Regions from separate parts of the Mus musculus genome. Here all the other regions are linked to region 4. A link is a contact called in public promoter capture Hi-C data. All regions are on one chromosome and are shown on one strand. The core of a region is the stretch at or near the end of the contact, and the rest is flanking DNA. Distances in the headings are between cores, read along the strand shown. Region 1 holds the start of Pik3c2a (phosphatidylinositol-4-phosphate 3-kinase catalytic subunit type 2 alpha). Region 2 overlaps Pik3c2a (phosphatidylinositol-4-phosphate 3-kinase catalytic subunit type 2 alpha). Region 3 holds the start of Rps13 (ribosomal protein S13). Region 4 holds the start of Smg1 (SMG1 homolog, phosphatidylinositol 3-kinase-related kinase (C. elegans)).

Region 1 (3,111 bases), core at 161-2,660, 1.8 Mb after region 4:
AGACTCAGTGTTTTCTTTTCTTTCCTAAAGGCACACTCTGTTTTCCAGCAGAAGGTAGGAAGCCAGTCCTGAGAGAATTCCTTTTCCTCACCCTTTTAAATCTTGAGGAAGAGCTGCCAAGTGTATAAATTCCTCCTTTGATGAGAAGATAAAGCAGAACAATGCTGTAGAGCTGAGCAGATTCCTAAGGGACATTCTTCTGGGGTGTGTAAGCTTGCGTGGAGGTGGGGCTAGTAGACAGCTAGGGGCTGGGAGGGAGGGTGGTACAGCCAGAAGTTGCTCCTAGACTTCTCCCTAGAATAGCCTTTCCTTTTGCTTTCAGCTAGTGCTGGAGACTAAACCTACTTAGGTGCACTACCACTGAGCTAGGTTTGTTTGTTTGTTTTTGGAGACAGGTCCTGAACTGCTGAGCTTTAGAGTAATCTCCTGTCTTAGCTTCAGCTTGGACTACAGGAAGATGCCACATTCTCATATTCCCTTCCCTGCCCTCCTTCCCTGCCCCCTTCTCCCGCTTCCCCTTAAAGCAGAACTTCATCCAGCCTCTAGAAGTGCAAGCGTGTTTATTTAAACCAAAAGGATCAGAGGTCTCTCCTCCCTTACTAAAGGAAAGGGGGAAATGCTGGGAATACACTTCGAAATCCCAAAACCCAAGCAGACTCTGCCAGTTTACGTTGCCATTCCTCTCCTCCGACAGTTACCGACAGTCGTCTTTTGCAATCTGTAAAACGGGAATAATTCTCCCATCTGCTTCACAGTTTTGAATCAGACAACAGAGCGCTAAACTCTTTACAAGCCCAATTGCAGTCCGCGCTCACGAGAAAGGTATGATTACTATGGGGCCTGGGTGTGATGTCTGGCCGAGCGCTGTTATTACCGGGCTAACCTTGCCCACCTGGCCGCGGCGGGGCTGTCAGCAAACACCAAGGCGAGAACGCCGCACGCACGCATCCAGCCCTTTCCAGGGCCCACACGACGAGCTAATGCAAACTTCGAAGCACCTGAACGTCCGCGAGAGCTCGCCGACCGCTGGAGGGAATGAAAGATTTCGTCTTGACTGTTCTTTTCTGTCTTCCAAACCAAGCTAATCTCTGGGCGGCCTGGGGCCAAAACCTCAAACCAGGCAACCGCAAGCCAGAGATCAGAGGCGCGCGGTGCTGGGACAGGGCCCGGGAACAAAGGGCGCTTCGGAGCTCGAGGCCGGCCAGGAGGAGTCCCGGGGTAGCCTCCCCGAGAGGCCCCCGGCCGGCCGCGCCTAAGACACCCATTCCCCGGGGCAACCACACTCCATCCCGCAACCTCCCCGCTGCTGCCTTTCAGGCTCCGCCTGCGCCCCGCCCGCCATCTCAGGTAGGCCATCCGCGTCGGCCAATCGCAAGGCGCTCAAGTACGGGGGCGGTGCTTGCACCATCGGAAGTGACGTGCAGAGCTCGGCTGGCCGCGGAGTCAGTCGAAGCTCTCCTCAGCGGCCGGCTGAGCCAGCTGAGGCGGGAGAAAAACATGGCTCGGACCTTGGAGGGCGCGAAGGCTCGGGTTGCGGTGAAGACCAAGACTCCCGCAGCGTGAGGTGAGGGGCTGCCGGTGCGTGCGGAGCGGGACCTGGCTCTGCGCAGCCGCCGAGGGACTCAGAGGGGAGGGACCCGGCCGCCGTGCCCCTTGGTCACTCCATCCTCTCTGACTCCTTCCTCGGGGCCCCGTCCCCCACCCGACGGTCGCCAGCGCCCCGCGCCAGGCCCCTTTGTCGCGGGCCGCCGGACGCTGCTGTCCCTCGGGGGGCGGGGGAGGGGAAGCCACCCCACGGTCCCCCGGGACAGCGAGGGAGCCGCGGTGGCGGTCCCAGGCTCCTGTCCCGACTGTTCTGGAGAGTGGCTGTTGAACTTCTGCTATGGCCTCTTCCTTCTCCTCTCCCAGCTCGGTTTTTAGAGCCTCGGGTGGTTCTTTTTCTTCTGAGACCCTTCACCTCGTTACCTTAAAACAAAAATCCAGAAACTGCTTGCTTTGGGAACGCAATGATATTTGTGTATATTTAGTGCATCATCTTTCTGCTAGGGCATTAAAGTAAGAATATTTAACTCTTCCTGCGTGACTGAGGAACAAGGAATAATTGAAGAGGAGGGGAGTGTATACGGTAGTTCTTTCACCGTGTTGTCCTGATAGAAGGTGAAGTCCTAATTAGTATATTTTTATTTTAGCCAGTGGGTGTTTGAATTCAGTGACACGAAGGAAGCATCCCTGTTTGAACAAGATTACTTCTTAAAAAGTATCCCTAAATCTTTCCAGGTAGGTGTCAGGAAGAATACTGCCTTCGGGGCGGGGGGCGGGGGGGGGGGGAGATCACTGAATGTGGTACATCTCAAGCCAAGGACAGAAAATAAAAGGCTATTCTTAGGGGGTTGGTGAAGTAGTGTTCGGGAAGAGAGGCTGCGCAGAGGTCCTGGAACACTGGTTCCAGGGAAGACTTTGTACTCTTGCCTCCCTGATGGTTCTTTCTCCACGAGAAACTGTTAAGTAGCTCTGCTGTAATTGGAGTTGGTTATTCAAGGTTACAGACCACGCTGAAGTGCCTTGGTTGAAATTTTCAAGTTTTTGAAACTGCCTGCAAGTTTGGCATTCAGTGTTTTGAATACTGAAAAGCATTGTAACTGAGAGAGAGATATTTGTTAACTCAAACTTAGTTTCAAAGTGATTTTTAACATAGATACATAATAAATACAGCACCTCCACAGATTCCCATGGGTGCTGGCGGAATTCATATTGAAAGCAGTTTGTCTTGTAAAAACCTCCGTTGTCTTGGGCATGGTGGTGCACCCTATAATTGCAATGCTTGTCTGCACTGCAGAGCTCTGGTAGGAGAGTCACATTTAAGGTCCGCCTAGTCTACCTAGTGAGACACTGTCTCTAAAAATGATAATAATAATAAAGGAAGCAAAGCTGGGTTATGATTGGTGTGCATGTTGCTTGCAGTCTAACTTGCAAACATTATACTTTAGTGGTCTCAATCTTTTTTCATTTTTATAGAGCATAAAGGTTGACTTGTTTGCTTTCAGGATTTTAGAAACAACTTTCTGTAATTAGCTGTGTAAGTGTATAATTCTTTGTTGCATCTATTTAGAG
Region 2 (2,709 bases), core at 160-2,659, 1.8 Mb after region 4:
ACTGAGCTGCATTCCTTAGGAGGTTTTGTATTTTGAATGTGTATTTTCAAACTAATGCATAGAATAGGATCTCTGGAAAGGTATGGTGTTCTTGTAAAGCAATGAAATAGTAGTATAACAAATTTTCAATCCTATTAAATATTTTAAGTTTTCCTTTGTGTATGTTAGGGTAATAAAACAGTGCGAGATTTGTGTTAAGACAAGTGTTTGCTGCTGAAAGTTATATTTTATAGAAAATGCCCAAATCAAGCAGATTCTACCTTTTTTCCATGTAAATTAAGAGACTAGTATAGTAACTTAGTTTTACATCTCAGTATCCATAAAAGTATAACAAGTTCAGATGGGGAAGAAAATTCAAATAGGAAAGTTTAATAATCTAATTATCTACAAGGAATCTATAGCTATTTCATAATAGTGATACAGGTTGCAAACATAATTATTAGAAGCATTCAATCTAAGTTTGATGTACAAAAAAGATTTTCATATCAAAGTTTCAAGCCTAGTTCCTAAAAAGTTTTAAATTTTAATTTACTATTTGTGTATATGTAAATGTGCATGAGTTTCTGCAGGAGTCCATTCTCCTTCTATATGAATCCCATGTATCTAACTCAGGTGGTTAGACTTGGCAGTAAGCACCGTTACCTTCTAAGTTATCTTACCTATCCCTTACTAATGTTTTTGAGATAGGGACTTGATATGTAGTTCAGGCTAGCCTCACTCTTTTTTTTTTCTTTTAAGATTTATATATTTTAGAAATGTGAGTACATATTCAGTGTCTTCAGACACACCAGAAGAGGGTATTGGATTCCATTACAAATGGTTTTGAGTCACCATGTGGTTGTGGTTGCTAGGAATTGAACTCCAGGACCTCTGGAAGAACAGTCAGTGCTCTTAACTGCTGAGCCATCTCTCCAGCCCCCAATCTTTTCTAGATACCAAGATCTCATAAAGTTTGTGAAATCTTATGCTGATTTTACTTGTACACTGTGAATTCAATCCCCAGAACCTGTGTAGAGATGGAAAGAGAGAACTGACCCCACAGTGTTGTCCTCTGACCTCCACACATGCACAGTGACATTCATGTGCACACGTGTGCACGCGCACGCACACACACACACACACACACACATACTGACATCATACATATGTATTATAATAAGAAAGTTTGGTTATGTAACCCAAAAGGTTAAAAAAAAAAAAAAGGTAAAGAGAGCACCAATTATGGGCAGGTTTTGGAAAACATTGGAGTGGGTCTTTCATGTGCTCACATACTGCTCAGTCTCAGCCTACTCACAAGTATTTCCCTGAAGCTTATGCTTTCTGTTGGGAAACAGCATTGCAAATACCTATTCTCTATAATTACTGCATGTACTTATGTGTTCATTTCCTGTTAGAAATTCTGTGTGTTAAAAACCCCACTCTAACGGATATTTTTCTCCTTACTCAGCAGGCCTACTTCCTGCTTCCTCTTAGTGTCTTTTGTTTGGTTAATAATAATCTAAATACTTAAGTGCAGTTTTTGTGTGAGATCAAAACCAGGAAAGGAACAGCTTTAAAAAGCTGTTTTGGTACTTTAAGCTTAAATCAGATGTGGTGGTCAATAACTGTTTTAGTTAATTTGAACAGATTTCAGATATTTTAGAGGAGAGATTAGATGGCATTCATAAAAGTGGTTTTGAAAGTTGGATATGATAGCACATAATTAAAATATTTGAGGCTAGAGAGATGGCTCCATGGTTAAGAGCATTTATTGTCCTTCAGAGGACCTGGTTTGGTTCCCAGCATCCATGTGGTAACTGACAGCTATCTGTAACAGAAATGTTTTGAATACTTGGTCATAGGCAGTGGCACTGTTAGGAATTGTGGTCTTGTTGGAGGAAGTGTGTCACTATAGAGGTGGGCTTTGAGGTCTCCATATGCTCAACCTATGCCCAGTGTGGCACAGTCTCCTGCTACCTGTAGATCAAGATATAAACTCTCAGCTCCTTCTCTAGCACCTTTGTTTGCCTGTTCACCACCGTGTTTCCCATCATGATTATAATAGACTAAACCTCTGAAACTGTAAGCTAGCCTCAGTTAAATGTTTTCCTTTATAAGAGTTGCTGTGGTCATGGTGTCTCTTCACAGCAATAAAACTTTTAACTAAGACATTCCAGTTCCAGGGCATTTGATTCCCTCTTCTGGCCTCCTCAGGCACCAGGCATTAATAAGTATGCAGGTAGAAAATACATGTACTTAAAATAAAAATGATAATAGTTAAAATAAATACAAATCCCAGTACTTGGAACACTAAGAAGATCAAGGCAGTGTCTGAGGCCAGCCTAGATTATATAGTGAATTTGGGGTTAGCCTGTACTGTAGTATAGCAACATTCTATTTTAGAAACAACAATGTGGTTTTATAAGTGTGTCACTTGATGTTTCTAAAAGTTTATTAGCAGCCTAACTTTATATATTATTGGCAGAATGTCCAACATCAATTTCATTTTATTTCTTTGAGGCAAGGTCTCATGTACCCTTGAACTCATCGTACAGCTGCTAGACCTTAACTCCTGACTTCCTCCCTCTACCTCCCAAATGCCGGGATTATAAGCATGCTATTTTCAGCCATTTCTTACCTTACCCCTCCTTTTCCCTCATTAATTTTAAAGAAGAAAGATTCAAAATATTCTTATTGTATAGGAAGCAATGCATTTAGTTCTGAAAAGTA
Region 3 (3,008 bases), core at 54-2,553, 1.9 Mb after region 4:
AAATAAATCAATAAATCAATCTTTAACACACACAATTTAGAGGGATTTACAAAGAGACCACTAACCACTAGGCAGACAATGGATTGTATACATAATGGGACACCACTTAAGCTGCCTGAGAGATGATGGATAGGATTGGGGTACCCGTGGAAACAATGAAGTATTTGATACGTTTCTGTGGTGAGATGTGTTGGAGTGACTCGTGGAAATGAGAAAGACTATTGAACCCTAAATTTGTATTCGGACAAATGTGTTAGAGTGAAATGAAGTATTCTTGCTTAGGGATTGCGAATTGAAGCCAAGCTTGATGTTCGGATCACATATCTGGGCTAAAAGTGTGAATCTGGTTAATTAATCAAATACAACTTTGCCAGGAAATAAATACAAATTTGGTTCAAGTTCCCAATGTTTTGGAAAACGTAATTCAACTAGTAATGGGTTAAAAGAACGCAGCTGGGCATGATGGCTCAAACCTTTCATCATCATTTCAGCATTTTTTTAAGAGACAGAGGCAGAAAGACTTAACGTGTGTTTGAAGCAAGCCTGGTCTACAAGGCGAGTTCCTGAACAACCAAAACTACATTGAGGGACCCGGTCTCAAACACAACAAAAAAGAAAACTGGATCAGTATTTCAGTACTGTTTCAAACCTCTCACGCTTCACTTGTCAACAGGGTCTTGTAGATCTGAGTTTCTTGGGTCCATGTCTTTGTTGTTTTTTGTTGCATTTACAATAAATTGTTATATTCACCCATTCTTCGAACGCTCTGTGGTGAACCGGACTAGGACATCCTTAAAAGACCAACTCCCGGGGTAGTCCCTTTCCCCCTCATCTTCTCGAAGCTTCTTTCCTCGTTCCCAACTCTTCTCCGACGGGGGTGAGCGGTTCTGCGCTCCGACCTGTGTAGAAAAGGCGCGCAGACAGGAGGACAGACCCGGGCGGGGCTCGGAAGCCTAGAATTAACGATCTAGAGAGAAGCGCCGGCTGCACCTAGGCTTTGCGATCATCCCACACCGCACGAGTTCGGGGCTGCAGAGGGAGCCCTGAGAAACCCGCAGCTTATCCAAATCCTTCAGCCCAGGACTCGAGCACGCCCTAGGTCCCCTCAGATGCGACTTCCGAAGAGATGTTAGAGACAGACTTGCTGCTCTGGCTAAGAGCAAGACTAGAGACAAGAGTTCAAGGCGTAGCAACCCAGCCATACACTTACCGCCTCGCCGCCATGCCTTCTGGGACGCGTAGTCTCCCGGGCTCCGGTGGCCACACTATGTAGCCCCGCCCCCGCGCGAGAGCAAACGTCGGTGAGTGGCGTCACTTCCTGTGCGGCTTGATTTCCTGTGCCGTTTCCTACCTCGTTCTCTCTTTGCTGCCAGACCTCCGCCATCATGGGTCGCATGCACGCTCCCGGGTGAGCCCGCGGCGCCGACCTTGGTTGCGGGGCTGGGGCGCGGGGCTGAGAGAGGAGGATGCGGGCTGCGGGTGAAGGGACAGTGGGGCTGCTTGGGGCGCGGGCCGCCGCTTTACTTCCTATCTTCTGTTTTCAGGAAGGGCCTGTCCCAGTCGGCGCTGCCCTACCGCCGTAGCGTCCCCACGGTGAGTAGAGGCTGAGGGTTGGAGGGCGGCGTGGGAAGCGATCGGTGCGCGGGAGGATGGGACCCGAAGTGGAAGGTTGCCGCCGTGCTCTCTCATCCTAAGGCCGATTTCTCTTCCATCTGTAGTGGCTGAAGTTGACGTCTGACGACGTGAAGGAACAGATTTACAAATTGGCCAAGAAAGGCCTGACTCCCTCCCAGATAGGTGAGTGTTGATGTAATCTCTTCCTTCTGCTCTCGAGAAACAAATGTGTCTAGTCCGTATGTTAAAAAGGTTCCTCCTGCTTCCACAGCGGAGCAAGGGCTGTCTGGGATTGAGTCACATCTAACTGAATTGATTCTAAGCTGCTCTGACTTTGTACAAATGGGAAATAACTCGTTTCTGGTAGCTTGGCTTCTGAGTCTGGGAATAACTGCTCATCGGAGGAAAATATCCTCTTTAGGATATAAAAAGTTCGCTAGAAATATGCAGAAAAAATCATGTGAAATGGGCTCAGCTGATCTGAAGTAATTTGAGGTTTAAAAGCAATAACATGCAGTTTTAAAGATAGGTACAAATAAATGTTGGGCTGCTTTTAAGTTAATACTAAATATAAAGGTAGAAGTCACATTGTTTCCTCTGGTCAGATGTATTCTGGCAAGCTCACAGTGATGATGGTGTTCCAACATTCGCAGTTTCCACCAGAAGGACTTTCCATGTTGGGTTGACCTTCCTTGGATGTCTGAGTGAGCTGGAAATTTGGAGTTTGGCTGTTAGGGTTTTATCGCATGTGTGTGTGCTTGAGTGTGTTTCTCTTTTCAGGTGTAATCCTGAGGGACTCACACGGGGTGGCCCAGGTCCGTTTTGTGACTGGAAATAAAATCTTGAGAATCCTCAAGTCCAAAGGCCTTGCCCCTGACCTCCCCGAGGATCTCTACCATTTGATTAAGAAAGCTGTTGCTGTCCGAAAGCACCTTGAGAGGAACAGAAAGGTAAGGCGGACAACAAACCAGGTGTTGTGTCGAGACACTTGCGCTGCGGATCTTCAGAGGGGAGAACGCACTTGAGTCCTCTCAGGTGGTTCTGGGTGCTGGCTAATAGTCAACATGATAGTTTCCTAGAAATAGGTGGTTTGATTTTTAGCTCCCCTAAACTATTACATCCAGTTGGTCCCAGGTGCTGGGGCTTTTGTGTAGGTTTGTGGCTATGGGCCTTATTCTAGGAGTTTAAATTGCCTCTGTGGATTTGGTGATGCATGCCCTTAATTGTTGGAGTTTGAGACCAGCCTGGTCTAACACATTGTAAGACAACCAACTTATTCTGTATAATAATAAGATACCCTGCCTCCTTAAAAAAATTGCCCTAAGAACTTAACCTAACCATAGAAGCTATTTAGTTTCTTTACTTGTTGGTGGTTTTCTTAAATCTCTTTTATT
Region 4 (2,987 bases), core at 447-2,946:
AGAAGACTTTCCCCCCACTTCTTCTGCAATGGTGGGCAATGTGGGTGGCAGAAAGAGAAAAAAAATCATTTGATTGTCTTTTGGAATAGCAGGATCCTCCTTCATTGACGGATTTGTGGGCATACTCAGGATCAGATGGTGGAAAAATGTAAGGGATATACTCATAGGGAGATATCGCCTGATAATTAAGTACTTTAGTGATAGTTTTATTTCTTGGGGGTTGGGTAGGCAGTGTCCCATGTAGGCCAGGTTTGCGGAAGGTGAGCCTGAACAACTTCCGGTTTCCATTTCTTGAATGCTAGGGTTACAGACACATCGTCATGCTGCATTTATGGGGTGCTGGGGATGGAACCCAGTGATTCGTGCTTGCTCCTGCTTTGAGCATTCTACTTTCTGAGCCATGTCCTTGGTAACAATTTTGAATTACTTAAGTGATGTATACATACTTCTCTTGTGAGGCAAAACGATGGATGGCCTAAAAACTTTATGTGGAAAAGGTTTAAATACTTGCTTGATGTGTATCTCGGCTATTTTTAAAGTTGAGCCTGCAGCTAGGGAGATAGCTCAGTCATTAAAGTGCTTGCCCCGCACACACGAGAAACCACCTGAAAAAAAGCCAGAAATGGTGTCACCGTTTGTAAAGCCAGCGTTGAGGAAACAGAAGATTCGTGGGGCTCTCTGGCCAGCTAGTGAGAGAGAGACCTTGCCTCAAAATACATGGTAGCTGGAGGCTTATGAGCAACACTTGAGGTTGTTCTCTGTACTTCACATGTAAACACGCACACAAAGGAGTATATTGCGTTCACATAATGTGCCCAGTGCTTTATCGAATTCTTTCAGGAGAGTGTGGGTAACAGGCCTCTTACTACTAGAAGGAACCAGATTACAGAGCACAGTTCATGGGGCAGGAAGCAGGCGTTGTTTTTCACTTTTGGAAAATATGTACCAGGACTGCATGACATTTCAGGTAGGGGTTGAAAAGGTGTCGCTTTCACTTCCCCTTCCTCGATTTTACTATTCTGACTTTTTCCCTTAAGACGGTGGCAGGCAGGTGGACGCACGTGAGCGCCAAGGGCACATCTGTGTGCGCGCATTAGCGCTCAAGGGCACGCTCCCCCTCCTGTCCTCCATTGGACGCCTGTTCACACCTGACTGCCGGTCCTCCGAGTGTATGGGAGGGCGTGTGTGGACCCGGGGTGGAGATCCCCTCTCCCATGATGCCCCGCGACGAGTCCACATTGCTCTCTACCACCCGCAGACAGAGCTGCTGCTCAGGAGGCCCAGGGAGGTCCGCTCGGGTCCCTGCTCTCCAGTAGTTCTCGCCTTCTCCTCAAAGCCCCACCCCTTTTAGCTACGCGAACGCGGACCTCGCCTTGAAGTCTAGGCTCTCAGAACTCCAGTGCCTCTCGAGCAGGTCCCGCCTTTTGACTTTCGCCCCTCCCCTCTCCAGGTTCAGCAGCCACAGACCACGCCCCAACTAGTCCCGCCCTTCTTCTCCAGGCTTGGGGCGCGCCGGCACCGCCCCTCCTAGGTGACCCTACCCCTGTCATAAGCCCCGCCTCTAGTCCATATTCTGTGACCAATAGCCCCGCCTTTCACCCCGAGCCCCGCCCCTCTCCAGGCTCCTAGGGCGCCGGCACCGCCCCTCGCTCCCAGCATGCCGTGCGGCAGCGGCGGCGCGGCGGGCGGAGCCGGGAGGCGGGGAAGCCGTGGCCGTGTGAGCGTGAGGAGCCGCCGCCACCGCCTCCTCGCTGTCCTCGTCCTCCTGGGCCCCAGCGTCGCGGGCCGCGCGCTGCCCTGGAAGAGACGTCGCCTCGCCTGCCTCCGCCTCCCCCTCGCCGCGCCGCTCCCGCCTCCTGCTCCTGCGTTGCGGGCTCCAGCGGAACCCGGAACGGCCGTCCGCCTCCCCCGCCCTCCGCCGCCCCCTCCGCGGCTTCCTCCTCAGCCCCGGGCCAGATCGCAGTGTCGGCGGCGGCCGGTTCAGGCGGCGACTCGCGCTTCTTCGGGCGGCGGCGCTTGGCCATGTCGTGTCGGGGAAGGTAATGAGCCGCAGAGCCCCGGGGTCTCGGCTGAGCAGCGGCGGCGGCGGCACCAAGTACCCGCGGAGCTGGAATGACTGGCAACCCAGGTGGGTGACCGCGTCGAGCCTCGCCTGGAGCTGGCCGAGGCCTAGGCCCGCGGGACTGGGAGGCGCGGCCTAGGCCCGCGGTCCCTGGAGCCGGGCGCGGCTTCCTGGGTGTCCTCCGGGCCTGGTCCGGCAGGAAAGCTGCGGGCAGCGGAGGCCTCTGTGCCCGGCTGGCCGCCTCAGCCGGATGGCTGGAGCAGTGGCTCTGAGCTTGGGTGGAGGAGGACGTTCCACTGCCGTCTAACTCCAAGTTGAGATTTGAGGTCCAGGAACCCTCCCTGTTACCTATTAACTTCCTCGGCTCCGCGTCCAGTCCTCATGCCAAAGACCACCTTAACTCTGCGTCCTTCTGGACTCCCACGTGTTAATTAATGTATTTTAAAAGCTGAGAACTCTACCGAGGTCTTCCTCTGACTTTAGACAGGATGTTAGTCGACCAAAAGATGAGATTATGGGACTGTGAATGAAATCGACACAATCAGGCACTGGGGCATTTTAAGTTTTCCCCAACTGCAGAAATAGTTTTTCTGGAAACAGTAATTTCCCAGGGCGCTTTGGAGTGAATTTGTATTCTCAGGAGTAGAGAAATTTCGTTTTGCATGAAGGAATTGGAGTCTGGTTGGATTTAAAATATTAAGAGAAAAATACGAAAGAAAAACTATTTCTAGTCAGTTCTTTCTGATTATGGACTGGTTATACTTAATGTAGGTTCCCATTCTTTGCTGAGTAAAGGCTTCAAGTATTCAGAGACTACTTGAGCTTTAACAGTGCCTAGGACTTCCTAAATGTATAAAACCTGTCTTTCAGTAGAAGTTGATGTATTCTTTGAAGTACACTCCGTTGTTCAGAATGGCCACGTGAA

The links. Promoter capture Hi-C pulls out the DNA fragments that hold promoters and counts their contacts.
Region 1: a promoter capture Hi-C map of pre-B cells shows a contact between it and region 4. The contact joins the promoter of Pik3c2a here to the promoter of Smg1 in region 4. A contact is called at or near these places in 12 of 39 promoter capture datasets (the 3T3-L1 cell line, 3T3-L1-derived adipocytes, the C10 cell line and 7 more), 3 of 115 datasets of contacts at active chromatin or transcription factors (astrocytes, extraembryonic endoderm stem cells and pancreatic cancer cells) and 2 of 9 other capture datasets (adipose tissue and liver).
Region 2: a promoter capture Hi-C map of neutrophils shows a contact between it and region 4, with 8 times the contacts expected there. The contact joins the enhancer-like site here to the promoter of Smg1 in region 4. A contact is called at or near these places in 10 of 39 promoter capture datasets (the 3T3-L1 cell line, the C10 cell line, cranial neural crest and 5 more) and 3 of 115 datasets of contacts at active chromatin or transcription factors (astrocytes, embryonic limb bud and large pre-B cells).
Region 3: a contact with region 4 is called in a promoter capture Hi-C map of pre-B cells. The contact joins the promoter of Rps13 here to the promoter of Smg1 in region 4. A contact is called at or near these places in 11 of 39 promoter capture datasets (the 3T3-L1 cell line, 3T3-L1-derived adipocytes, the C10 cell line and 7 more), 4 of 115 datasets of contacts at active chromatin or transcription factors (astrocytes, embryonic stem cells and forebrain) and 2 of 9 other capture datasets (adipose tissue and liver).

Annotation. Positions count from the first base shown.
Region 1 is chr7:116,441,757-116,444,867 of GRCm38.p6, reverse strand. It overlaps Pik3c2a (phosphatidylinositol-4-phosphate 3-kinase catalytic subunit type 2 alpha), which reads left to right and starts at 1,410. Exons shown (of 33, transcript NM_011083.2): 1 at 1,410-1,564.
Region 2 is chr7:116,408,326-116,411,034 of GRCm38.p6, reverse strand. The region is part of intron 2 of Pik3c2a (phosphatidylinositol-4-phosphate 3-kinase catalytic subunit type 2 alpha); the gene reads left to right. Among named protein-coding and RNA genes, the nearest start is that of Gm40453, 25 kb to the left of the region's middle. Within about 2 kb of position 1,409, at least 71 of the 459 cell types and tissues checked have an H3K27ac peak or open chromatin away from gene starts, as enhancers often do. A contact at or near this core is called in liver and neutrophils, where this site is marked.
Region 3 is chr7:116,332,485-116,335,492 of GRCm38.p6, reverse strand. It overlaps Rps13 (ribosomal protein S13), which reads left to right and starts at 1,303. Exons shown (of 6, transcript NM_026533.3): 1 at 1,303-1,408; 2 at 1,545-1,593; 3 at 1,719-1,797; 4 at 2,395-2,564. The coding sequence starts at 1,386. Snord14a (small nucleolar RNA, C/D box 14A) reads left to right here and starts at 2,236; the gene lies at 2,236-2,322. It overlaps Gm10589 (a long non-coding RNA gene), which reads right to left and starts at 1,324. Exons shown (of 2, transcript XR_869889.2): 1 at 1,211-1,324.
Region 4 is chr7:118,242,346-118,245,332 of GRCm38.p6, reverse strand. Smg1 (SMG1 homolog, phosphatidylinositol 3-kinase-related kinase (C. elegans)) reads left to right here and starts at 1,696. Exons shown (of 63, transcript NM_001031814.1): 1 at 1,696-2,128. The coding sequence starts at 2,043. It overlaps 4930583K01Rik (RIKEN cDNA 4930583K01 gene), which reads right to left and starts at 1,426. Exons shown (of 2, transcript NR_027879.1): 1 at 1,368-1,426; 2 at 1-605.